Regions from separate parts of the Mus musculus genome. Here all the other regions are linked to region 1. A link is a contact called in public HiChIP or PLAC-seq data. All regions are on one chromosome and are shown on one strand. The core of a region is the stretch at or near the end of the contact, and the rest is flanking DNA. Distances in the headings are between cores, read along the strand shown.

What was found. HiChIP or PLAC-seq counts read pairs in DNA pulled down with a chosen protein or histone mark.
Region 2: a FOXA1 HiChIP or PLAC-seq map of pancreatic cancer cells shows a contact between it and region 1. The contact joins the promoter of Plau here to the promoter of Mrps16 in region 1. A contact is called at or near these places in 3 of 39 promoter capture datasets (cranial neural crest, liver and stem cell-derived epiblast-like cells), 1 of 484 Hi-C or Micro-C datasets (the G1E-ER4 cell line), 1 of 115 datasets of contacts at active chromatin or transcription factors (pancreatic cancer cells) and 1 of 9 other capture datasets (adipose tissue).
Region 3: a contact with region 1 is called in an H3K4me3 HiChIP or PLAC-seq map of fetal liver, with 6 times the contacts expected there. The contact joins the enhancer-like site here to the promoter of Mrps16 in region 1. A contact is called at or near these places in 1 of 39 promoter capture datasets (second pharyngeal arch cranial neural crest), 1 of 484 Hi-C or Micro-C datasets (reprogramming fibroblasts) and 3 of 115 datasets of contacts at active chromatin or transcription factors (double positive thymocytes, fetal liver and pancreatic cancer cells).

The regions. Positions count from the first base shown.
Region 1 is chr14:20,391,806-20,394,978 of GRCm38.p6, forward strand. Mrps16 (mitochondrial ribosomal protein S16) reads right to left here and starts at 1,829. Exons shown (of 3, transcript NM_025440.3): 1 at 1,676-1,829; 2 at 88-348. The coding sequence starts at 1,688. It overlaps Cfap70 (cilia and flagella associated protein 70), which reads right to left. Exons shown (of 29, transcript NM_029698.1): 27 at 3,109-3,173; 28 at 2,828-2,875; 29 at 2,385-2,596. The coding sequence ends at 2,516.
Region 2 is chr14:20,834,751-20,838,269 of GRCm38.p6, forward strand. It overlaps Plau (plasminogen activator, urokinase), which reads left to right and starts at 1,912. Exons shown (of 11, transcript NM_008873.3): 1 at 1,912-1,984; 2 at 2,299-2,385; 3 at 2,860-2,890; 4 at 3,028-3,135. The coding sequence starts at 2,329.
Region 3 is chr14:20,883,226-20,886,828 of GRCm38.p6, forward strand. No RefSeq gene overlaps it. Among named protein-coding and RNA genes, the nearest start is that of Gm30212, 3.4 kb to the right of the region's middle. Within about 2 kb of position 1,651, at least 21 of the 459 cell types and tissues checked have an H3K27ac peak or open chromatin away from gene starts, as enhancers often do. A contact at or near this core is called in fetal liver, where this site is marked.

The DNA.
Region 1 (3,173 bases), core at 579-3,078:
GAATAGAAACCATTCTTCTTTTCCATCCTCACAGAGTTGACCACAGTATAACATCTGTTAAATTATCTAAGCTCAGGGCTGGTTTACCTAGAAGTTTCTCCATAGGCTTAGAGAGGTGAGCCCCACAGCCAATCCAATGCCGGATACGGTCCAGGTTGAGGGCAACTAGTTTTTCTCCGTGACTGTTGGGTAGTGGATCATAGGAGCCCAACTGCTCCACAAATCGGCCATCCCTGGGGCACTTGTTGTGAGCAGCCACAATGCGGTAAAAAGGCCGGTTGGTGCAGCCACCCAAAGCAAGGCGTATGGTTAGGTGGCCTCCGTGGTAGGCTTTGCAGAAAATGGTTGCTGTAGAGAAATAGTTCGTTAGGGTGCAAAAATGTTTAGTAGACTCAAAATATAAGGTAATATAAGGTAAAGGCACAATTCCTCCTTCTACTGCAATGTTCTCACTTCCAATCTATGCCCTGCCCCATCCAGCTTAGATACAATCGTGTGGGTGAAACTCCTCCTTAACCCCTCCAGACCAGACATACCTCCTTTTTTCCAAATCCACATAACACAGTCCTGCCGAGGTTGGGGTCCACTTTACCCTTGGAGACTCCATCTTGTAAATAGTCTCCACTTTGTACTAAGATAAATTCTAAGAAACAGCTGAATTCCCAGAAATGGCTTCTGGCCCCAGGCGCCCCATATGAACTTAGGCCACAATATCTCACCCTATGCCTTGTTGGTTAGCAACTAGTCCGGACTGAAACCAACCAGCCACTATATAGGCTCTGACTGGCTGGCCTCAATCCAGGCCAAGTTAAGAAGCCAACTGAGACCCTATAGGTGGAACAACAATATGAACTAACCAGTACCCAGGAGCTCTTGTCTCTAGCTGCATATGTATCAAAAGATGGCCTAGTCGGCCATCACTGGAAAGAGAGGCCCATTGGACTTGCAAACTTTATATGCCCCAGTACAGGGGTACGCCAGGGCCAAAAAGGGGGAGTGGGTGGGTAGGGGAGTGGGGGGTGGGTATGGGGGACTTTTGGGATAGCATAATGTAAATGAGGAAAATACCTAATAAAAAGTTTAAAAAAAAAAAAAAGCCAACTGAGGTACTTGACCGGTAGTAACCCACTTAAAATGACAGGTATGGAAAACCATGCATGTGGTCCCTAGCCCATCCAATTTGTGGTTTTTATGTTTTAAAAGGTTGTCCTGTCTTGCCCCACGCTGTCACGTTTTGGACCCCGAACCCAGCCGTCTCCCCGAAATATTAGCTTTTAAAATAAGCTTGCTGGTTTAAACTTGGTTTTCATATTGGATTATTTCCAAATTCTCGGACCCTAACACCATTTACTAAGCCATGACCTTGTCTTACCCTTAGGTGCCTCATCTGTAAAACGATTTCTACGATGTGTGGTAAAAAACTGAGACAGGCTGGGCGCGGTGGCGCACGCCTCTAATCACAGGGCCTTTGGGAGGCAGAGGCAAAGGTCTGTCTAGGAAGGAGTTCGAAGCCAGCCCGTCTTTACGCTGCGAGTTCCAGGCCAGCCAGAGCTACCCAGTGAGACCACTGCTAAAAGCGAGACGGACTGAGACGAAGCTCCGCTGGAAGGCGATGTGGCCGCGCCTAGCCCGGGTCGCCGCAGCCCACGCCCGCCCGGAAGCCCCGCGCACTCACTGAGCTGGACCATGGTGCCTGGGCGAGCGGCTCTCCAGCTGTCCCGCTGCACAGCCCCGCGGCACAGAGCCTGAAGCCCGGAAGAGCGCCCCCAAGCGGCCGGCGGGCACACGACGCGACGTCCGCACCACTCCAGAGCCGGAAAGCCCTCTGCGGAAGCCTCCGGCCGATCGGCCCGCCCCTTCCGCTTTCTCTTCCAATGCGCACGGGAGGGCAACCGAGCGCCGGGAGTGCCACAGGGCGCCGGTGACTGATCCTTGACTGCTACGGAAGAGGCGTGTCTGTAGGCGTGGGCTGCTGGCGGTCTTCAGCTGAGTGCCTGCGGCGTGCGGGAGACTTTCCTGTCCGCGGCGGTGCTGAGTTCCTTGCAGGCCGTTCCATCCTGCGACGGTTCCCCCGCCTCCGGAATATCCTCTGTTCTCTTACCCACTGTCAACTGTGTGTGACACAGCACAGTTGTATTCTGGTCCCACCTTTGAAGATGTTGCCTTAATTTCCAAGCCCCAGTAACATTGGTCCAGAACTTTGGCAATTGTGCACCTCCAGGGAATCTTACCAACAAGGTGATCAGATAAACTTTAAAAAGTAATTCTAATAGTCACACCATTATGCCAGATATCTACCCACAAATAGTGGCTATTAATTAGCTACATGTACATAAGAGCATATAAAATATAATGTGCTATACATACGACTCCAGAAACATGATAAATTTTGAGTTTGGGGTTTATATTTTTTTAATGTGAACTAAAGGGGTGGGGATGGGCAGGCTTCATCTGGTGACAGTTTGGAAAGGAAACGTGCTTGGGGCTCCATATTAAATATCCACTTGTAAGGCTGTCAGAAAGATGGATTTCCAAAACCAACCATTTCCTGTACAGTGTGGATTTCTTCAAGTAGAGCCTGGTCTTTCAGTTTCAGCTGCAGAAACAAGGCAGGGAAGAAGTTATGTCCAACACACCAGGTGACTTTGAAGACCCCTAATTTAAGAGGCTCCAGATTTGTGGGGACGGGATGGGCCTCTCCTGTATTCTCGACACCATGGAAGCTCTCAAAGAATTGGAATGTATTGGATCTTGGGTGGGAATTCATCAGGCACTGAGCGCTCTCATGGTCTGTACACTCTCAGAATGGCAATCAGCTGTCGCATACCTTTATTGTGTACTTATAAGCCTGCTCTGCTTCCAGTTGTCGTCCAACCTGAAAGAAGCAATTAACATCTTTCCTAGTAAAATGTGAATCGGAGGTTACTGACCACATCCATCTCAAGGAGGAACCGCCCAGAACATTCTCCTTGTCATCAGTAGAGACAAATCTGGAACTCTTCCAACTTCAGTTGCTGTGTGCTAACAGCCAGCTTACCTTTCTTTCTTAGTTGGGCCTTCACCTGACCCCTGAGAGGGCCTTGTGAAGGGACAATAAGAAACACTCACTTTCAGGCAGACCAGAGCCAGATAGGCCCACACTTCGGCGTTGCAGTTATTCAACGCGTTGGCTT
Region 2 (3,519 bases), core at 662-3,161, 440 kb after region 1:
CCTGGCATTCTTTTCCAAGGTCCAGGTTGACAGTAAAATGTTGTAGGCTCAGGCTTATGGAAATAAAGCAAAGCTGGGGCACTAATGAATGGTGCGGGCTCAGGCACCTCTTCTGTGGAAGGAGCATCAAAATGACCACTGGTCCTTGGCTCTGAGGCACATGTTGCAGTGACTGACCCTTGGAATCTTTTCTGAGCACTCCCTACTTTGCCTGAGGGGTGTGTGCATGTGTGCATGTGTGCATGTGTGCAAGTGTGTGCATGAGGGAGGGTGCTTTGTCTTCAAGATGTTCAGGGCTCATTTATACATGACCTGTCTTTATATAAGCCTATTTTATTAGATAAATTATTAGATAAATAATTGTTTTCGTCTTAACGTGATGATGTAAAATGCTGAACACAAGTGCATTTACAGTGTGGAATTGGCAACAGAAGAGATGGCTAGGCTCACACCCAAAAATAAAATGTGTAATTATTTTTTTAGAATGGCTGATACGAGGACGTGTTTAAAGTTTTTAAAACAGTGTGAAATAGTATTCAGTGAAAAATAAACATTCCTTTTATCTTTTCCTTCAGACCCACAGCCTCTCTACTACAAGGGAAGAGCAGACACCCCCACTGTTGTTGCATGTTGATAGCCCACACTAACGAGGTTTGAGTATTCCTTGCTTTTTTTTTCTATCCTGTTACAATGTACTGTTCATGTTACTGTTCACATCACTGACTGCTCTTCCAGAGGTCCTGAGTTCAATTCCCAGCAGCCACATGGTGGCTCATGACCACCTACAATGGGATCTGGTACTCTTTTCTGGTGTGTCTGAAGAGAGGACTGTGCACTCGCATACATAAAATAAATAAATCTTTAAAAAAAAGACACCCCCCCTTGATTGCTTATTTGTGTCTGTGTGCAACCACAATACCAGTGAGGTATGCACTCAGTCCTGATCTATGATCCTCTGTATTGGTTGTATTCTTTTCCAGACAAATAAATGGATTGTTCATTATAGGCATTTTTCAAAAGACCCATTGACACTTCCATAGCAGCTGCTGTGCCAAGACTTTGCTCCCACAATCCTAACATAGTAACCATTACTGCTTTTTTAAAAATCATAATTATTTTTGAGGATTTCACTATGTAAATTAGTCTGGGCTTGAACTCGCAGAGATCCACCTGCCTCTTCCTCCCTAGTGTTTAGATAAAAGACGTGCACCATTAAGTCTGGCCCTTGCCATAAATTTTAAAATTGTCTTTCAAAGATTGACCTTAAACCAAACAGCAAATCTGAATAAAATCTGACCTTGCCTTTCACCTTCTGATGACAGTATTACACTCCCTGACGACAAACTTCACTCTTGTCTTCTGATTCACTGCTTGCATTAGTGGCATTTGGAGAACTCAGCATTTGACATGTGGGAGCCTTTGTTAGTAGGTATTTTTTGTTGTAAAGGAACTGCGACTTATACCCCTCTATCAGACATCTGAATCAGTGTCGTAGGCAGGTAGGGGGACAGGTTGGAGAAGAACTGATTAAACCACTAAGGAAGAGGCTTGAGATCAGCGAGCCAATGGCTGGAGCGCCCTCACCACGCTACACTGGGGCCGCACTAGGTGAATGAAAGAAAGGAAGAATGTTCAAGCCGCCGGATCATCGCTCGATCCAGACAGACTGCGTTAAGTTTGCTCAGCTGGAAATTCCGTGACTTCGTCAAAGTTGGGAAGCAAGCGCGGTCCAGTTGCGGTGGGATGCAGGAAAAGGAAAAGGAGAGAGAGAGAGAGAGAGAGAGAGAGAGAGAGAGAGAGAGAGAGAGAGAGAGAGAGAGAGAGAGAGAGAGAGCCGCCCTCCAGCAAACCTGGGCGGGGCCAGGGCTCTGGCGGGCCCTAATAAAGGGCGAGCAGCGCCGAGCAGAGCCTGTAGCCCCAGAGCTCTGTCTGTCATCCATCCAGTCCTTGCGTGTCTGCCAGCGCCCTTCCGCTGCAGTCACCGGTGAGTGCTGTTGGTCTGAAGCAAGCCTAGCGGGATGAGGCAGCCAGGGCTCCCGCATGCCTCCCTTCCCACTACCTTGGCTGGCGGAACTGTGGGCAAGGTCACCACTCCAGCCCTTCGCGCCCCTCTACAGAGAGGTTCCATGGTGTTGTGCGGATTCAGAGCCCGCAGAGGGGAGAGACTGCCCGGCTTGGGGAGGTTGGTCACTGATGGCTTGCCCCGCAGGACACCTGGAGTGGCTTCCCTTGGTCTGTAGTAACTCTGCCACCTTCAAGCTGCTCCGCTTCTTGTCCTGACTTCTCCTTCCTTTGCAGAACTGCTGTCTAGAGCCCAGCGGCACTACCATGAAAGTCTGGCTGGCGAGCCTGTTCCTCTGCGCCTTGGTGGTGAAAAACTCTGAAGTGAGTGGTCTCGCTGCTTTAGCACCATCAGGAAGGGGCTTGCAGGATCCCTTAAGCAGCATCAGGGGAAAAATGGGGGCTGCACGGGGAACTTAGGCATCAAAGGCAGGTCCAGGCTTTCCCAGGAAATAGGACAATGTATCAGCGGAGGGCTTGTGCACCCAAAGAGGTTTGCACTATCTGGCAAGGGAGGAAGAAGCCACGGGGAGTGCCTTAGCCCAAGGGCACCTGGTTTGTGTGAAGTTTGCTTGAGTCAGTCCATGTCTGGGTGCTGGCTAGTAATAAACAGAAAGGGGAGAGACAGACAGGGGTGGGGTGGGAGAAAGAGAGAGAGAGAGAGAGAGAGAGAGAGAGAGAGAGAGAGAGAGAGAGAATATTATGAGTGAATGAATATCACTGGAAGGGATTTTGAGGTGGGGACCTGTTTATCCTGAACATGAATTCCCTAGAGCATGTCACCTTCATCTCTTGCAGGGTGGCAGTGTACTTGGAGCTCCTGATGAATGTGAGTATCTGCTTCCTTGCACAATAGTTGGCTGCACAGAGACCCTTGAAAAACCTTAGGAGACATACCCTCCCTGTCCCTGCTGAAAGGCTGGCTCCCCACTTGATCCTTGCTTACCCCTCCTTTGCATTTGCTAGCAAACTGTGGCTGTCAGAACGGAGGTGTATGCGTGTCCTACAAGTACTTCTCCAGAATTCGCCGATGCAGCTGCCCAAGGAAATTCCAGGGGGAGCACTGTGAGATAGGTATGGGGATTTGGACTTGGAATGTGGGAGTGGGGGAGGACCAGAGATCTTAGAACAGGGACAGATGGGTGGGATGCAGAAGCAGGCAGAAGCTGGCCTTGGAGGTGTGGGTCTGTTACCCCAGCACTTAGGAGGAGACTGAAGCCTGGCCTCCATAGTAAGTCCTTGTCTCAAAAGGCGGGCGAGGCGCAGCTAGAGAGACAGCTTAGTGATTAAGAACACTGGCTGCTCTTCTAGACATCCTATAGTTTGAGTTTCAGCACCCATAGAGGTGGGTTACAGCCATCTGTACCCCCAGTCCCAGAGAATCTGATGCCCTCTTCTGACCTCTTCCAGCCCAAGTGACATACATGGTGTACAGATATACATGGAGGAAAAACACTC
Region 3 (3,603 bases), core at 401-2,900, 490 kb after region 1:
ACACTTATTATAGCATGAGATGTCGTTAATACCGAATAGGTCAGCATGGTGAACATGGAGCATGGGGAGAGGGTCTACTGAGGGAGTAGGCACCTAGAAACAGAACTGAGCCTGAAGAGACCTATGTGGCATTGAATACAGGCAGGTGTCTTTGCCTCCACTCAATAGTAAGACTTACAGAGAAGGCCAGAGTGGAGGACAGTCAGGTTTTTACTCTTTGCACCACAGTGCCTCTTGGGGCTGGCCCATCCTTGATGGTCCTTTGATGTTCTGGCCTGAACCACTTCAAGCTCTTAGGGAAGAACAGGGCTGACTCTACAGTAGGCTCTAACCATACTGGCCACACACTTGGCATGCCTTTGTACCAGAAGCCACAAGAGAGCTTTCTCCAGCAGTGCTGTTCCTAGAAAATGGCATGTTGCACCCAATCAAGAAATGATAGAGGAGGCTGGCTTCTTGGCACCCAGCTGTCTTAAGCAGTCCCTTTCCATTCCTTCTGCCAGGAGTGCATCTCTCTGTTCTCTCATTCCCCTCCACCACAGAGAGCCACACATACAGCAGGAGCTCCACCCCAGGATTTTATAATGCTGCATAGGCTTTGGAATCAGAAAGACCCAATTCTTGCACTCACTGTAACGGCTGAGATGAACAGAACAATAATTTTGTGTGTTGTCAAGAGTGTGAAAGAACTAGAACACTGGTCTAGGGTTTCTGGGAGTATGGGATGGCCCCCATATCTCTGACACTACAGTGTTTAATAAAATGTTAAATATCCCCAACTAAGGAGACTGTTCATGGCAGTGTTATTCAAAATAACCTAAAACTGGGGCAGGGGATCCAAATCCACTAGATAAATAAACTGAAGTGTAAATTCACAAAATGGAATGCTACTTGGTAGTAAAATTGGAGCAACATGGTGGTACATACACTATATATACATCTCAGATAGACTTTGTGAAGAAAATCAAGCTGGATACAAGAATACTGGTCTGAAGTTCAGGAATGAGTAAAAACCAACACTGGAGGACAGAAGCCAAAACCTTTGGTTATTGCCAGGTGGTGGTGGCGGCACACACCTTTAATCCCACTCAGGAGGGGGGGGCACTGGATCTTTGAGTTTGAACCCCTACTGCTTTACTTGGTGAGTTCCAGGACAGCCAGAACTATGTGAGAAATCCTGTCTCCTAAAACCAATAAACAAACAAACAAATATTAAAAATTAGTGTGTCTGGGAGTCAGAGCAGCAGCAACTATTTTCTGGAAAGAGGTATGAATGACAGAACTCCAAGGAATGATAGAAATGTATGTAAATTAGAAAGAGAAAGAGAGAGAAGTTGAAGAAGAAGAGGGAAGAAGGAAAGAAAGAGGAGAGGAAGGAAGAAAAGGGGGGACAGAGGAGGGAGAAAATAGAAAAGTCCCGGTCTGGTTCCCAGGTGTGGCACTGTCACGTATGGACATTACTTTCTCATAGGTGGTTTTTGGAATCAACCAGGCGAATGCACGGAAATCTCGTAGCTCAAGAGCCTGACAAATACTGTAAACGTAGTAAAAAAAAAAAAAAATAACCCTTGCTCTTGGTCCCTTATCCACCATCTTCTCTTTTAAGAACTGGATCCCAGGGCTTGGGGTGTGGCTCAGCTGGTAGGAGGTTTGGTTAACTTGTAGGAAGTCGTCAGTTCTATCCCTAGCACAGCACACACTGGCTGTGGTGGTGCACACAGGCAATTCCAGCACTCAAGAGGTAGATATACAAGGAGCAGAAGTTCAAGGCCATCCTTGGTGCATAGAGTCTGAATCCAGCTTAGCCTACATAAGACCATGCCTCAGAAACAAAACAAAACAGACAGCAAACAAATAAGGACTGACATGTGAAGCTTTGTCCACCCCCCACCCAGCCCCCAAAAAGACCCAGTTCCCACCTCTGGGCTAAGCCAGAGCCCCAGGCAGAACTCTGAAGCCCTATAGCACTCACCCTCACAGTACCCACAAGGCTCAGTGACTAGAAAGTTTCATCGAATTCTGAACAGGAAGCAGCAGTGGCAGCTGATAATCTGTGACCTGAATATAGCTATCCATTATCTCACTGTGGTTTCTTGTTTCCCTGACAGAGGAAACGCCCACGACTTTCTTGAAGTTATTCTAAACACTCAGTTCCTTGTTCGGCTCTGGCAGGATAATGTTTCCCCTGGGTGCCCCGGTGTTTTGAGCTGCAGCCTCCCTGCCAGCCTGAGGCTCAAGCTCAGCGGTCAACCTGTGGGGCCAACTGTCCCCTCCACGGAGGAGACAGTGACAGGAACAGATCAAAAATAGGCCATCAGTATCTGCAGCTATTGGAAGAAAAAAACAAAAAAACAAAACAAAACAAAACAAAAAAAAAAAAACCAAAGCAAAAAACCCCTCAGACATAGAGCATCCACTTCTTGTTCCTCTTGAGGAAGGCAGCAGGCAGAGCTGCCATGTGAGGAGGGTGTGTACCACTGGCTTCTCATCACAACTAGTTCCTGAGTCACACGCCACCCTGAGTTTACTCTTCTGTGATTCTCTTCCCTTAAAAGAGGCAGATCTGCTCTCCTGGGGTATGTTCAGTTTCCAAATGAGGAGCAGAGACAAGCTCAAGACTCAGGATAAACAGAATTGTCCCGTTAACTCAAGTTCTTACGAAGCCCAATAGTCCAACATGGGCATGGTGGTACAAGCCTTTAATCCTAGCACTTGAGAGGCAGAGGCATTCAGATCATTATCCTGCCAGATAATGAGTTTGAGGCCAGCCTGATTTGCATAGTGAGTTCGAGGCCAGTGAGGGCTATACAGTGAGACTCTTGCAAAATAAATGTATAAACAAAGAAATAACCCACCCTCGGTGTTCAGGAGACTCGGCTAAACTACAAGGCAGGCAAAGTTTGTCTCTGGCTTCTCTTCTTCCAGGACATACTCTACCCCACCCTCCATCAAAGCTTTTTGGTTTTATTTCAAGATGGGGTCTTGCTATGGAGCTCAGGCTGGCTTCAAATGTTTGATCTTCTCCCGGAGCCTCTCCTGCGCTGGCTTACTGGTGAGATCATCGCATCTGGTTCTACCAAAGCATTTGTGGCAGTGCACCCCTTTACCTCTGTATCTGGGAGTCACTCGGTCTGTGGAACACACCCCTACTTTTGAAAAGGAAGTCTCAAGATAGTAATTCTGAAACAAAGGACCCCAGTTCTCATCACATGTGGGAGACTGTTCTCTGAACAGCAGGGCCTCTGGGCTCACTGGGACCCCCTGCTGGTTACCACGTTTGCAGTTAATGCTCTAAGCGTAGAGTCTGGCTTAAAAGGGTTTTTTGTTTTTTGTTTTTCTGAAGAGGTATAATCTGTAAATTAGTGTAGATAAAACTAGGGAACTTGTAACAGTAGTTGACTTGAAGGGCCAGGAAATTAAATATTGAAAAGCTGGTTTGAGCTGCCTGTAATCTCAGCAGCTGGGAGGTGAAAACACCCTTTCCTCTATGGGCTAGCCCAGGACTCGCTTCTATGGGCTAGCCCAGGACACATAAGACTCTGTATTTTTTTTTTAAAAATGAAAGAAAAAACAGGAGGAAAAAAAGCAAAGCGGAACAAAACA